Linked DNA regions of Columba livia: region 2 is linked to region 1. The links are chromatin contacts, called in public Hi-C maps. All regions are on one chromosome and are shown on one strand. Each heading gives the region's core, a stretch centred on a gene start, on an enhancer-like site or on the middle of the called end of the contact. The rest is flanking DNA. Distances are from core to core; before and after follow the strand shown. Region 1 holds the start of TMEM43 (transmembrane protein 43). Region 2 overlaps SLC41A3 (solute carrier family 41 member 3).

The links. Hi-C and Micro-C count contacts between places; a contact is called where the count stands out from the background.
Region 2: a Hi-C map of crop shows a contact between it and region 1, with 4 times the contacts expected there. The contact joins the enhancer-like site here to the promoter of TMEM43 in region 1. A contact is called at or near these places in 2 of 2 Hi-C or Micro-C datasets (crop and liver).

Annotation. Positions count from the first base shown.
Region 1 is chr10:19,042,955-19,049,847 of bColLiv1.pat.W.v2, forward strand. TMEM43 (transmembrane protein 43) reads right to left here and starts at 5,377. Exons shown (of 12, transcript XM_005507538.3): 1 at 5,228-5,377; 2 at 4,354-4,503; 3 at 3,494-3,628; 4 at 2,680-2,774; 5 at 2,122-2,171; 6 at 742-811. The coding sequence starts at 5,239. It overlaps CHCHD4 (coiled-coil-helix-coiled-coil-helix domain containing 4), which reads left to right and starts at 5,357. Exons shown (of 3, transcript XM_065075629.1): 1 at 5,357-5,486. The coding sequence starts at 5,372.
Region 2 is chr10:19,319,535-19,326,530 of bColLiv1.pat.W.v2, forward strand. SLC41A3 (solute carrier family 41 member 3) reads left to right here. Exons shown (of 13, transcript XM_065075636.1): 2 at 5,580-5,707. Among named protein-coding and RNA genes, the nearest start is that of SLC41A3, 13 kb to the left of the region's middle. Within about 2 kb of position 2,432, at least 1 of the 3 cell types and tissues checked has an H3K27ac peak away from gene starts, as active enhancers do.

The DNA.
Region 1 (6,893 bases), core at 4,127-6,626:
AGATCTTCGCTTTCTCTCCTGAAGAACTTCCAAATAAAGGACAGTAAATTTGGATAAGGCAACACAACCAAAATAAAGTTCTGGAGATTTTGCTAAGTTTGGTTTTGTTAAAATCCTGGTCCTATTGTCTCTCCAGCTGTATTTTTCGCTCACACATGATGTTTTTTGCCAGAGGGCATCCTGCATCCTAAGGAACCAAGCGGGTGCTGTGAGAATGACAAACAAGCTAAAACTTAGCATTAAAAATGGCACATCATAGTGTAACTAAAATGCTGCAGATGAGAGATACATGAAACAAATTATATATGGGCAATCACCACAAATAAGCCTGTGAGCTGACGCATGCTACCTTAGAAAAAGCAGCATGTAAGTGGCATGGTGAGCTCATGAGATGCCTGTTATTCTAACTTTGTACTTGTAATAGAGGAAAGAATTAGTAACTGACTGCACCAACAGACAACAAGTCAGAAAGAAACCAATTGAAATTCTCCTACGTGGGGACCACATGCTCCAGAAGTAATAAAACAATATCCTAATAATTACTAATGGAAAGCTTAATTCTGGTTCCACCAGGCAGCTTTGAATCGCTCTCTGATCTCTCTGTGTGTTAGTTCTCCCTGCTACCAAAAGACGAACAGTTTCCAACTGCTTCACTGTGTCATGAAGATCAATCATTTAGCTTTCACCTTTAACCAGAGACAGTGAAAGAATCCAGAGGGACTGTGCTTGGTGGTAAATTACCTTGGGTTTTTGTGTCCAATTTCTCGATCAAAGTTCCTGCTGTTCACAACTTCTGATTTCCATTCGGTATCTAAAGAAAATGAGAAGGTTGTGGAGGAAACAGGAAAAATTGCTACTCAGATCTTAGTTATTGAAGACACCTTTAAATCAGTTCTAAGTTACACTTGCAGGAATAACGTTTACATAAAAGTATGTATGTGGCAACAACAAGGTGGGGGGGCAAGGGGAAAGGAGTCTGAAGTTGAGCCTGTGCAAGCGTGAGAAACAACGTGTTTACCCAACACCTGAATCAGCAATTAAATATTTATTTTAATTGACAATAAATTAAGTTAATTTTCCCCAAATTGAGTCTGTTTTGCCCACAATGGTAAAACTGGTAAGTGATCTCCTTATCTTTATTTCAACATATGAGCTCTCCCATTCCTATTCTGTTCAGTCTCTTGCACAGTCTCGCTGAGGGAGGGAGTAGGCAAGTGGCTCTGGGGGCCCGGGGACAAAATTAACCCACCGCATTTACTAACACACAGACTTTTACTGAACAGAATCCATCAGTCTTGAGACAGACACTTTTTTTCAATGGCATTTCTTTTTGCTCCTTGCCAGTGTAGGACTGTTTTCCACAGCTCACAACCACCAGCTTTGCTCCATATGTATCTCCATGCTGCAGGGCCCGATGCTTCACTGAGCTGGGCTGGTTCTAGGATCACACCCAGAAACTGCTGCACACCCACGTTACACATCCACGTGCTTTAATCACAAATAAATGAAGCTCAGAGACCAATCTCCAGATATACGATGACTCAAGAGTGTTTTTCTGCCACTGGGTAGATCAGAATAATGCTGGCAGTTCTGCTCCTGCCAAAAAAGCAATTGGCAAAAGCCACAGCACACATCAGAAGGTGCTGACGGTTTTCATTAGCTGGTAATGACACCTAAACAGGCTCTCAAGACGCTGACAGGCTGGAGCTACACTGCTCTTCCCTGTCTATTCTCTTCTGCTCATGCCTGACATATACCCAATTATTTTACTTCTTAAAAGTAATCTCGGGCACAACTTTCAACACGCTCCCATCTCCTGTCACTGAGGACCTTTTTGGTCCGATCTCCAGAGCATCTTGTCCCTGGACGCTCCTCTGAACCTCCAGGAGTTCCAAGACAAGACTTTCTGTAGGAGCTACTTGCTAACAGCACACAACCTTTCATCTCCGTTACCTCAAGGGAGGTCCTGACATTGGTTTAAGAAACAGAATTTTTGCTTATTTCTTCACATTCCTTTCTTTCTCAACAAGAAAATACAGAGTGTACAACAAAAATCAAAGTTCACACACATAAAAGTCCAAAGTTTCACGCATAAAAGGGACTTTCTGTTGATCAACTTACTGTATGAATACTTTGTCTCTTTCTTAATCTCACCATTCTCTTCATGTTCCCTACAAAGAAAAGGCGGGGATGAGAATTAAAACACTGCACACACACCCCTGCTCAGGGCAGAACATCCTTGACACATGAAATGCACAGACAGCTCAGTGGCAACACAACTTTTCCAGTAAACTAACTCTTCTCTGAACTACCTATTGTGAAGACATGGATTCTCTGTACAAGAAGAAAATTACACAAAAATGCCAAACAGCCACAACCCTTTTATTCCCAGGTTGCCAACAAGGAGGTGTTGACTAAATCAGAGGGAGTGGAAACATTTGAAAAAGCGCTTCGGATGTTACCCAAATCTTATCAGATGCAAATTCTGCAGCATTGGCCATCTACAAGACCTGATGACTCCAAGGAAATTCAAGCAACTCTCTAAAAAAACCCAAGAGCTCTAGAATTCCCCTGCCATAAAGATTTGTTAGATCTTTTGGGGGGTGAGAAAAGAAAATGTGATGGATCCTGTTAATACAACAGCTTTACAAACAACTCATAAGGATTTCTTTCACTTACGTGGACTCTTCATATTCTACCCATTGGTACATTTCCACATTACGCTTAAGTTTGACAGCCTGGATGGAGACGCCATAGCTGGGATCAAACAAAGGCTATTTAAAAATTAAAGAAAATACAAGTCAGGATAAATGCTATACCTCACAAACTCAAACACTGTGCTTTATTATCAAACCCATTTACATACCTCACTGTACATAGTTAATTCTACATTACACACAGTTGAATATAGAATAAATGTTACAAAAGACAAAAAAGAGCATCTCCTTATATCACTGGTAAGTCTGACCTAAAGAATCATCATCAAAAATTATTGCCACAGTGAAGAATAAAAGCAGAAATGCTGGCTAATGGCACACAGGTTTAACTGTTTAAATCAGGGGGAGATTTTATTTTGCTGGAAGCTGCTGTGTAACCTTCTGCAATGCAAACTGACCATGGAAAACATCATCACTACTGAAAAGTCATAACTTGCAGAGCCTCTGTACTCCAAGAGCCTAAAGACTTTACAGTATCTTGAACATGCAACAGGTTGCCTATACAAAGGGGATTGAAATTATCCACCAAAGGCAGTGGGAAGGTAAATACAGGCAGAGGCAGCATGTTGCTTAGGAGTAGGGAGCTCAAAGCTGTAGAGCATCTCCCCGATTCCAGGCCAAGAACCAAATTTTGGGTGGTAGCTGGCAATGCTTGCAGGGGAGGAGAGAAGCTACATGTCTTCTCCCTGGATATCAAACATAATTTTAATTGGCAAATACTTTTATTTCCTTCCCTCCAAGCCTGAAATACATTTTTAAGATATTATTTTATTTACCTTAGACGTACTCAAAGCGCCAGCTAAGTGCACCAATCTCCCTTCATTCTGCTGAGACACACTGTGGATGTTATCAAGAGGGATCACAAGAGAAAGTCCCTCATCAAGAGATTTGGCTGTCCTTAAAGCTCGCCCCTGCAAGTAAGAAAAGCAAAATCAAGTTGTGAAGAATCGATGGCACAGAACTTGGCAGTTTTCCTTACCTTACCATCCTATTACAGTGTGCTTTTTCCTGCAAAGTCACTGAAATTTGTAGTAGTAATTTTTCCTCTTTAGAGGTATAAAAGGAAGTCTTAAGTGAAAATTCACAGAATTCTGCTCCCCTACTCCAAAACTGCCAAAAGTGTGTATGTTTGCAACAGTAGGGTGTTAGGATTCCCTACTTAATCTAATCATTTTTTCAGTCTAAAACACGAGACATAATATAACAGTTTTGCCACGTAGAGCATGAATTCCTTTAACACAGTTATAACAACACTAGAAATGAGGATGTTATGTTATCCCAAGAAAAGAGAAAAGACTGGAACATGTCTGGCTCATGCCACCCTCTTTCAGTGATACTACAGGCTCTTTCTGCACCAGCTCACAGGTTTTGGATCTTATCTCTCATCACACGCTGCCAGAGTCTCTACCACGCTCAGTTCTACAAAAAGACTGTCTGTGGCCCAATGATTTTACTCTCTGTTATATCCCAAGTATAAGCACCAGGTTCTCCAAACATAGCATTCATTTCTTATGTGTGGAGTAATAAATACTTGACATGACCATTTTAGTAAGCGTATAAACACAAAACTAGTTGAACATCACCTCAGCTGTGACATTTTAAAGCTGTGCATAAACACTGACAGTATTTCACTTACTTCATTGGTAAAAAGAACGTAGAAAGACAGAAGAAATGTCACAAGTCCTATCAACATGCCTCCAGAAGTCTCGCTGAGCCTCTCCAGGAACCCCGGTTTGGCCTCACTTGTGACTTTGACATGTTCTTTTCTGCTGCCTGTGTCAGAGAACTGTTGGAGATAAACCCAAAAGGCAATATTTGGATTACAGGGAAAGGCAAAATATGTCTTTTAGCTTTGGTAATACTGCTGCTTTACAAAGTAGCACTTCTTGCCTTGGACCAAAACTTTCCTACACTTATTAAATGCCTCATTACACTTTTGATACTGGAAACACAGTCAATAAATAGAACTCAAGCCTAACGGAAAAAACAATTGCAATGACAGTTGTTCAACATGTTCCTTCAAGCTTTTTTCAGTCTGTCTCTAGGTTCCCTATTTGGTGTCCACACCCCACATCCAGCCCCTGACAAACTGAGTAATACTCCTGAATTCCAGACTGACTGAAACATAGCTATAAATAACAAGTACCATGTTACCTCCCCGATGGTAAGTGCCTGCATACTTTAAAATAATTGCATCTAGAGCAACAAGACGAGATAACTTAAAACAAAATTGTCGTCCTGGCCAGTGCCATGTTAAAGCATGAAACCCCCAGGGGTTATCTCTGTGTACACTGGCTGTGGGAAATAACCAAGAAGTAACTTCAGATTAGCACACGCAGCCAAGACAGGGGTTTGAGGATTCTCTTTTGATCGCCTCAGGACGTGAGGCGGGCTGGGACAGCGGCCCCGCTGCGCAGGGCCCCTCGCCTCAGCGAGCGGGAACAGGCCGACGCAGGGACCCGCCACACGCACCGCGGAGTAACGCCAGGACCAGCCCAAGCCGCACTTACATTCCTCGACATCTTGAGCCTCTTGCCCTCGCCGAGTACCACCCCGGAGAGCCCGCAGCAGCCACCGCAAGAACCCCGAAGCCGAAGCCGCAGCCGCGCCCTCCGCCCCAGGGCTCACCCGGCGCGCCCGCCGCCGCGCAATGCATGCCGGGACATGTAGTTCCTCCCGGACATGGCCGTGCGCGGGGCATTCTGGGAGTTGTAGTCCAGCGCCTCACGGAGCGGGTAGCTCCCTCTCTCGGGCCGCCATCGGCAGGAGGTGCGTCAGCGGCCGCCGGCGGGCAGGGAAGGCGCTTCCGGAGGCGGGGGGTCACCGCGTGGAGCAGCGCGCTGCTGCCCGGTGCTGTGGCGGCGGTAGAGGAAGAGCGGAGCGGGCGGCGGGGGTCAGTGTGCGCGCGCGCCGCCAGGCACCGCACGGCTCCGCCATGTCCTACTGCAGGCAAGAAGGTGCGCACGGGTGTCCCCCCAATGTCACGCCGCGGGGACAGGCCGGGCGTGCTCTCCATGAGGCGTTTATGGGACGGGGGAGCGATGTGGGGCGGCTGTCCGCTCACCTCAGCCCCTGAGGGGAAGGCGCAGCCTGAGGGGAGGAGAGGCCGCGGGCTGCGTGTGGCGGCGGGAGGAGCTGCTTCGACTGCTGCCTCCGACCTTTCTCCTCACGGGAGGCGGGAAGGCGGTTTGGGCCGTGAGGCGTGAGAGGGCGTTCAGGGGCCCGCGGGTGCCCCTGGGCCGGGCGGGGTGAGGAGATGCTGCCCTGCAGGGTGTTGAAACATCCCCGCGAAATGGCCGCGAAATGCGCACCGCGGGGCGCGGAGTTCAGCCCGCCCGGCTCCGCGATGGGGCGGCTGAGCTGTTGGGGCGGAATCCTCCCGCAGGGGTTACATTTCTACCGAGTTAGACTAAGTGGCCAGAGGTGTGGTTTGTGGTTGGCTTTTTGTTTTGTGTTTTTTTTTGTTGTTGTTTTTTTTCCTTTTTTTAAACTTTTTAAGGCAAACACTGTAGGTGGACAAGGTGAGTAGAGTAGGGATGTTATATATCTGTATCGATGCGAAGTGTTATATGGGTTGTATATGTGAGGCTTGACCACTTCGTATCCTGGGAGATCCGTGCCTCCCCCCCACCCCGTTAATTAACGTACAGTGACAAAAAGTAAAGTTTCAAACTGGAAAAAAGCCATACTATAGCTCTAAATGCCACTTGGAAATTAAAAACTTTGGCACACTGACTGTTGATTGTAAACTGTGGCGAGGTGGTTATGACCTATGGACATTTATATTTTTAGTTTTTTTATTTTAACAACATCTTGGATCTTTGTGAGATCTGTAAGCTGTCTTATGGCACCCTGTGAAATTACAGTGACAGAGGTTGGAGTTTAAATATTTCTAGACGTATATTCTGTATAATGATTGGGCAGTCTACATTGTGAAGTTTGTTGGAGTGCTATGCAGAGTTGACAGGAAACTGCTAACCTTTTAAAAAGGGCTTCGTTTTATCTGTTTTCTCAGACATGTTTAAATGCATATTGGTTGCTGAGCAAAGTAAAGGGAATTGCTGAACATGTGCTAGTTGAGGTCACATTGAGGGACAAGAAGATACTAATTTCTAATATGCCGAGTCACTGTAGTGGCCTTTTTGAATTTGGAGAATGAAAGGAAGTTCTTGAGCA
Region 2 (6,996 bases), core at 1,182-3,681, 270 kb after region 1:
AAAAAGGCCTCAGGCCACTAGGCAGAGGCAGACAGAGAACTTTCTGCTGGCTGGAACAGGGCAGGATGTTGGGCAGATACTGGCAAGCAAAACAGCAAGGGGACAAGGAAGAGTCAGTGATCTAGATTTATTTCATGCTGGCAAACTCTACCAAGCCGTATCAGTATACCTCATTGTATGCTTTACCTTTTCCTTACTTTAAAAGGACCATTGGATATAACATAGCGAGCATGGGGAAATGAATACTTAGCACTCAGATTTCAGCATCTACTTGCGCAGTGTCCATTGGCACATGCGCTAGACCCAGTGAGCCAAGACACTTATTGTGTAAACTTCCAGGATTAAGGTTTTAATGCAGGCAAATGCTGGTCAGGTTTTGCTGGAGCAGCTCTCCCAGTGTTGCTGTGAAACACTGCAGCGCTGAGATGAGTAGTTACACCAAAACAGTTGTTAGCCAGATGAGAGGAAACCAAACTTGCTCCACAGCCGCAGGCTTCGTTGAAGCCAGAAACCACTCGGTCACTGTGGCTTGTGACAAAAGCCTTCCTCGTGTATGAGCAGAGGTGGGCAGTGATGCTTTGTTTAGTGCTGAAGATTTTTCCGAAGATTCATATTGTCTAATTACTGCCTTTTAAAAGTTGATGTTTAAGGCACATTCTTTCCCTAGTCAGCAAAAATAAGCACTTTAAGTGGGTCCCATCTGAAGAGAAGTGTTTAAGATGAATTGCCCTCTGACTCTCTTACCTGCCTAATGTCTAATGGGTTTGATCCAGCCTGTTTCAATTTTGACCTATGCAGTCAGAAGCTTTAGACATTAGTCCAGTTACGCTGGGTTAACAGTGCTTACAACTCACATTTTCCCACTTATCTGTGAAAAGCAGAGATTTATGTAGCTCAGCTGATATGCTCAGTAAACCAGAGCAACTCAACTGAGTGTCCAAGAATGAGAAATTAACTGCGGTTTATAGAATACCCAAGGATGTATCTCCCAATATTGACAGTTTATTACTTTCAGGACGTAACTAGTCAATATTTATCATAGCTAGTTAACTGATTGTGGAGTAGGAAAGGAACTTCGAAAGCCATCTCATCCATCTTTGGCTGCAGCTACCTGTGTGTAGATGTTTATGCCTTCAAAGATCTCCATTATTGGAGGTGTACTGGCCTAATGCTTCATCATCTCTGTAGTCTGGAAGCTCTTGCTAAGCTGAAGTGCAATCTCCCATGTCTTTCTGGATGCTTGTTTAGCACTTCAGCATAGGTAATTAAACTAGTGTATTAATGGACAACAAAATAAAGCAAAAAATCCCAAAAGGTGTTTAAGCGGACAAGAGAGGAGAAGGGAGGCTTCTGGTACATCCGCAGCCACAGCTGTAGGTAGATTTTGGCAGGGACAAGACAGTGACTGTCTGCAGCATTAAAGAGATGTTTTAGGAGGCGCTCTGTTTGTGGAAGTAATGTTGAAGCATTAACCTTTTTTTTTTAAGCTAGTTTGCTTGAAAAAGCTTCAGAGGACTTTTGAAGGGCCCAACCAGCTCAAGTTAATGAAAAATATTTGATTATATAGTGATTTTAAAAAGTAAGGAGAGTGTCAGCAAGATCTTTTTATACCTGTGCAAGACTCCCTCTTGTTTTGTGTTTTCAGTTTTGTGACCTGGTATTTGTTCAGTAGGAGTGATAGTCCCTTGGTGTTATAGGTGGGAAGGAAGTTGTTTTAATGCTCATTCACAGCCAAGAGTTTTCTGGGAGGGTGCAAATTCTCCAAAAGCTCATTAAATTGTTACCTTCATCCCCGACCACACGCTGCAAACCATTTCCCCCTGGTCTTAATGTCAACGACTGTTCAGGCTTATTATTATAGAGCAGATCACAAGATATAACGTGCTGCTAACGTCGCTGCTGTGGGCTCCAAACAGCTCGTCACAAATATGGAAAGCTTGGGGCCCACATACCTATTATGGTTCTTGTTACTCCGAACTGCTTTGCTGCCAGCTCAGAATTTCCAGGCAGCACAGGGTCCATTCACCAGCGTCTCTCTCTGCTGGCACAAGGGATTATTAAACGCACGATGCTCAGCAGGATGGTTCTTGTCATTAGCCAGGATCTCCAAGCAGAGAAACCTCTTCGTCTGTCATTTCAAGGACTCTGGGTTTTTTTGCTTAGCACACAGATACATAAATAGAGCTCTCCTTAAGATATCAAAGCTGGTTTAGGTCCTATTTGTGGCAGCAGCTCCATAAATCCATAAATGCAATCTGTTGTGTGTCTGCAGCTTCTTTCACCCAAGTGTTTGAGAAAGCTTTACCACAGAACATGTTGCATTGTTAATTGCAATTATCCTGGTAGCCTAAATGACAAGACTGAGACACTGGAGACTGAAGTGCTGCCCAGACTAGCAGCACATGTCAATGTGAGCCTTGCCTTGCTTCCTCCAAACTTGCTTTCCCAACAGCTGGACCACGCTGCCTCTGAAGAGCGTGGCAGTGCCAATAGTCTTCAGGGTCCTAGCAGAGCTTTCAATAAACAATTTAAATAGTGATTTTAGTGTATATCTTGTGCTGCGACTTCTCATTGCTTCTGAATCAGAAGGGCTTTGAGTCTAATAGAAACCACTCGCTGCTAATAGAGGGAAGCAAGAGTTCTGCTTGTGGTCGGAGGCACAGGGAGGTTTGGGTGATATTGAGGGTGTGGATTCCTGAAAAGCCAAGGCATGTGGTGGCTCCTCTCAGCGTGTTGGTATGAGACTTAGAGGCAGCACATGGTCTGTATAGCCCTGGGCAGGCTCTTGACCGACACATGCACTTCTTGCATTCAGGAGCCCAGTGTTTCCATGCACAAAATGAGTGGTGACATGCAAGAACATACTGTCTTTTCCCCTTATCCAGGCTACAAATGAAAAAAAGCCAAGATTTCCTAGAATGATATTTCTATCTGGTGTTGTAATGTTACATTTGTATACTTGCATGTAATAACATTTCTAAGCTAGTTTGACAGGGTATCTGGTCTCACCGTGTCAGGATGAGATCTCAGAGTCTGAGCCTGGAAAGATGTTCCTCATTATTAAGAAGAAGGAACTGGACAAGAAGAGGTCAGGGAATAATGGAAGGGGGCTACAGAGTTTAAACAATGTAAATGTTGTTTTTCTGCATGGAGTGCTCTGTAGCTTTGCCTAAGTTAGACAGAACTCCTTGTATCTCATTTTCTTCAGATGTACCACAGGGGAACACAACCCAAGTTGTAAAGGGAGATCTGTGTATAATTTTTAGCCAAGTATCCCCAAAGTCTTTCACAAACAGAAAGTCAGGTTCAAAACAAGCTCAGCTGGTCTGGGTAGAAGGAAACACACAGAAATAGCATCCCCTGCTCCTGGAATGTACCCGTGTCTGGGACTGAATGTTACAGCAGCGCTTTGTCACAGCCTGGCACAGCAGTTTGCAACAGGGTAGAGAGATCAGCACTGCGTACCTTTTGAAGAAGCAATGGAATTGAAAATTTGAAGAATGTAATTTACCCAGGCTGGAGCTGGGACATTTTCTTCGTAACAAGCTTTATTCCTTCAGTCTGCACCCATCGTTGACAGCTCTTCTCTCACAGTGTTTTGTGCCCTTTTGCTATTGGGGCAGAAGACTGATTCCAGAGACACTGTGTTGTCAGGCCAGGCAGCTCCAGAAGCAGCTGTGAGCAAAGCATCTGCATCTAGCTGTTGTCTGCATCCAGCTGTTTGCACATGGGCATCGCAGCTACCGCAGTGCCTGGCTGGGTGCATGTAGTGACTTCCCAGCCATGGGAAATACTTAGACAAACCTACTTTGAAGTGTGCATCCCCCAAAACAGCTGATGCAGTGTGGGACTGAGACCAACAACTTATTCCAGATGCCACCAGGCAATCCTGAGCTCCTAATGATTCCCAGCCATCACTGGGCTGGATACAACCACAGTTGGTAACTTGGGACTGAGGCGGTTTCTTCTTCTCTTGACTAATTCCCTCTGCTATTTAGACCTGTATACCTTGTTTTGCTAAACAATATTGCTTGGACTTCCCAGACCCTTTCTCCAGAAAGATTCAGCTTTTCTGGAAAAAGTTCAGACAGGAATGTTTACTGTTATTTGCAGCAGCAAACAGGTAAGAAATCAAATGCAAAGATTCATAATACAGATCAGCAAAAGGCAGGAATGAAACAGTTGCCTGAGGAAATATCCTAACAAACCAGAAAGATGTTTCAAAATGATCGTTTGTGAGTCACTTAATTTTCTCTTCAGCATAGCTGTGCCCTAAGGAATAACTATCTAAATTTAATTCCTCTTAAGTAAGAGACATTTACCTATGGGGAAAGGATGCCAGATGATTTTTATTCCTCTTCCTTGGGGACAATGACATGGCTCTGAACATATTCAGTGGTGCCCAACCTTCTGCAATGCTGAGTGGTTTATTTTATCAGCTACAAAAAACATGTAGTGAAAGGATCACTGCCTTACTTTGAAGCATCATTCCCGGGCAGAACTGAATGGCAGAAATGATGCTCCTCTTACAGCCATCTTGTTTCTTAGCAAAGGTGTGGTTATATTAAATTAAGCACGCTGAGGAGACTCATTCTTCATGTTATCTTATTGAATTTTTGAGGGTCAGGAAGATTACTTCCTTTTTAATAATAAAAATTGTATTAGCTGAACAGAGCATATTTGATGTTGCCATGAGTAAATCTGGGAGATGAAGCAGATTGAGTAACTACTTGGTAGCTAGGAAAGCTTATTTGTTTAATTATTTCTCACCTTCTTACTCAGTAGCCTCAGCTGTCGGTGATGGTGAGAAACAGACCCTGCAGAAGCAGCAAAGAACAGGGTTGTTCCAGGACAATGGGAAGAAGGCTGTGCCACGAATCACTGCTTCAGAGAGCTGATAAAGTGGTGTTAGTCAGAATAACAGAGCAGCCTAGAGGTGACTCATCAATGAAAATAACTGGGTAATTAGCAGCAGTGAATATTTATTTAAGAAAAAACCAAATCTCTTCAAATTAACCTGCTATCCAGTTGCGTTGACAGTTTATGGGCAGATGTTAGTTAATTGGGGTGACATTGAGGAGAGCCACATGAGTGAGTGGGAGCTGATCTGCTTCCCTAAAGATGAGGGACTCAAGGAGAACCACAAGGAGGGAAAGGGCAGTTTGGATATGAGCTTCTATAGTCAGAAAGATGTAACTGTGTGCAGGGGCTGTAAGCTGAAACTGGTCAAATTCAGCCTCATGAAGAAGGGCATAGTGGATGAGTTCTTAACCCTTGTGGTGATTCTCTCCCATCACTGGTTGTTGTTTGTGTGGTTGGGTTTTTTTGTAGATCAGGTACTTATCTAACAGGAATGCTGCAGCTCAACCAGGACTTAATTGAAAGACATGCTGTATCCTTTGACTCACATGGGAAAAGGGTCCTTCTTGGCCTTGCATGGTATCAACCACAGGTGAGCACAAACCACAGGGTTCCAGTCTGGGAGCTGAGTCTTGTACTCAGGATGGTGAGTTTGGGGGTTTAAGTATGATACAAAATTAGTGCATTATAACATGTTTGTTCCTTTTGTTTTGCCTCAGGACACTAACTGTGGGAACACCATGATGTGTTTGGCTTCTTCTCGGTCTCAGGAAGCAGCCTACGTCTCAGAGACAAGATGGCATGTGAAACATTTCCTATTTTCAAGCATTCCCTGTTGGGGTACCAGGTGAGTCCATCCTGCAGTCATACAGAGCTATGCCACTAATTCCATGTGGGTAGCGGTCTAGCAGCACAGCGCTTGGTGGGGAAGAATGGATTATATTGCTTGTAATACCTGGGAAAGCCAAGCGATGTAAATATACCCAGATGTGGAAAACATGCCCTTGGTCTTATTTACCATCTTGCTCTGGGAGCGCTGTGAGGTGTTCCCGTTCTGTGTTATCAGTTTGTGTGGGAATGGGCCTGTTTGTGAGAATAATCACCACGTACGCAGAGGGCCTGGGTGCACATCCGTGGAATGAGGCAGCTGGATCCCATCCCTGGCTTGCACTGGTATTTTCTGCTGTGTGAAGGCATTGGCACCACGAAATGTCAGGTCTCAAAATGGAAATGGCCCGGCATTGTTTAGGACTGATTCCAGGAAATGCCTCTTGGATAGAAACACTCTCGCTGCCCCTTGTCCATGACCACGTGAGGAAAAGTATCTAAAATAGGTCATTGTTATGCACGGAGAGAGCCCTGTTCCCTAAGCTCCCTTGGTTTCCAAGTAAACGAGCTTTGGAGGTAAGTTAGCAAAAAGAGGCTGATTCATTAGCAGCGAGGGAAATCTGTGCATTGGAGGGGTGCCCAGCTGCCCAAAGGGATTTACGTAGCGACATGCTCCTCAAATCTTAACAAGCTGAGTGATACACACACAGGCTTGAACTATATCACAATCACATGCTTGCTCGGATCATTTCTTATCTCACGGGTTTCTCTGGAGAGTATCAGTTGCTTCAGTCCCTCATAGGATTTCAAATTTGTAAGTGAAGGAGTCACGGTGAGGTGTCTTCTAATGTGAGAAAATTCTGTATCTGTTTTCTTTTCCAAATTAGGTCACCTTGTAAGGCAGTTCTGGATGGAGTTTGTCCCTACAGTTATAGAGGCTGTAAATAACATTAGATGTTACGACACGTTTGACGGGATTTCATTGCGCCATCACTAGTCTATCTGAATATCATATACCAAATTAATAACAAATTAATTTTATCTGCTGAAAGACCCCAACTGTCACCCTCCTCTCTGGAATGAGATCATTTTGGGCAGTCAATTCGCTTACAGGAGGAACAGGGACAGCACATTCTTCTGGCTTCATTACAGAGGGCAGGCTTGTGCGCAGCGATGAGTGCTCTCTTTTGTCGAATTGTCTGGACTGCAAGGAGGAGAATTCAGTCTTTTTGGAGCATCTTCCGCCTCTTCTTTGTTGGTGCATCAAGCACAAGTGCCAATTAGTGCCAGTGATGAGATGGGCACTCG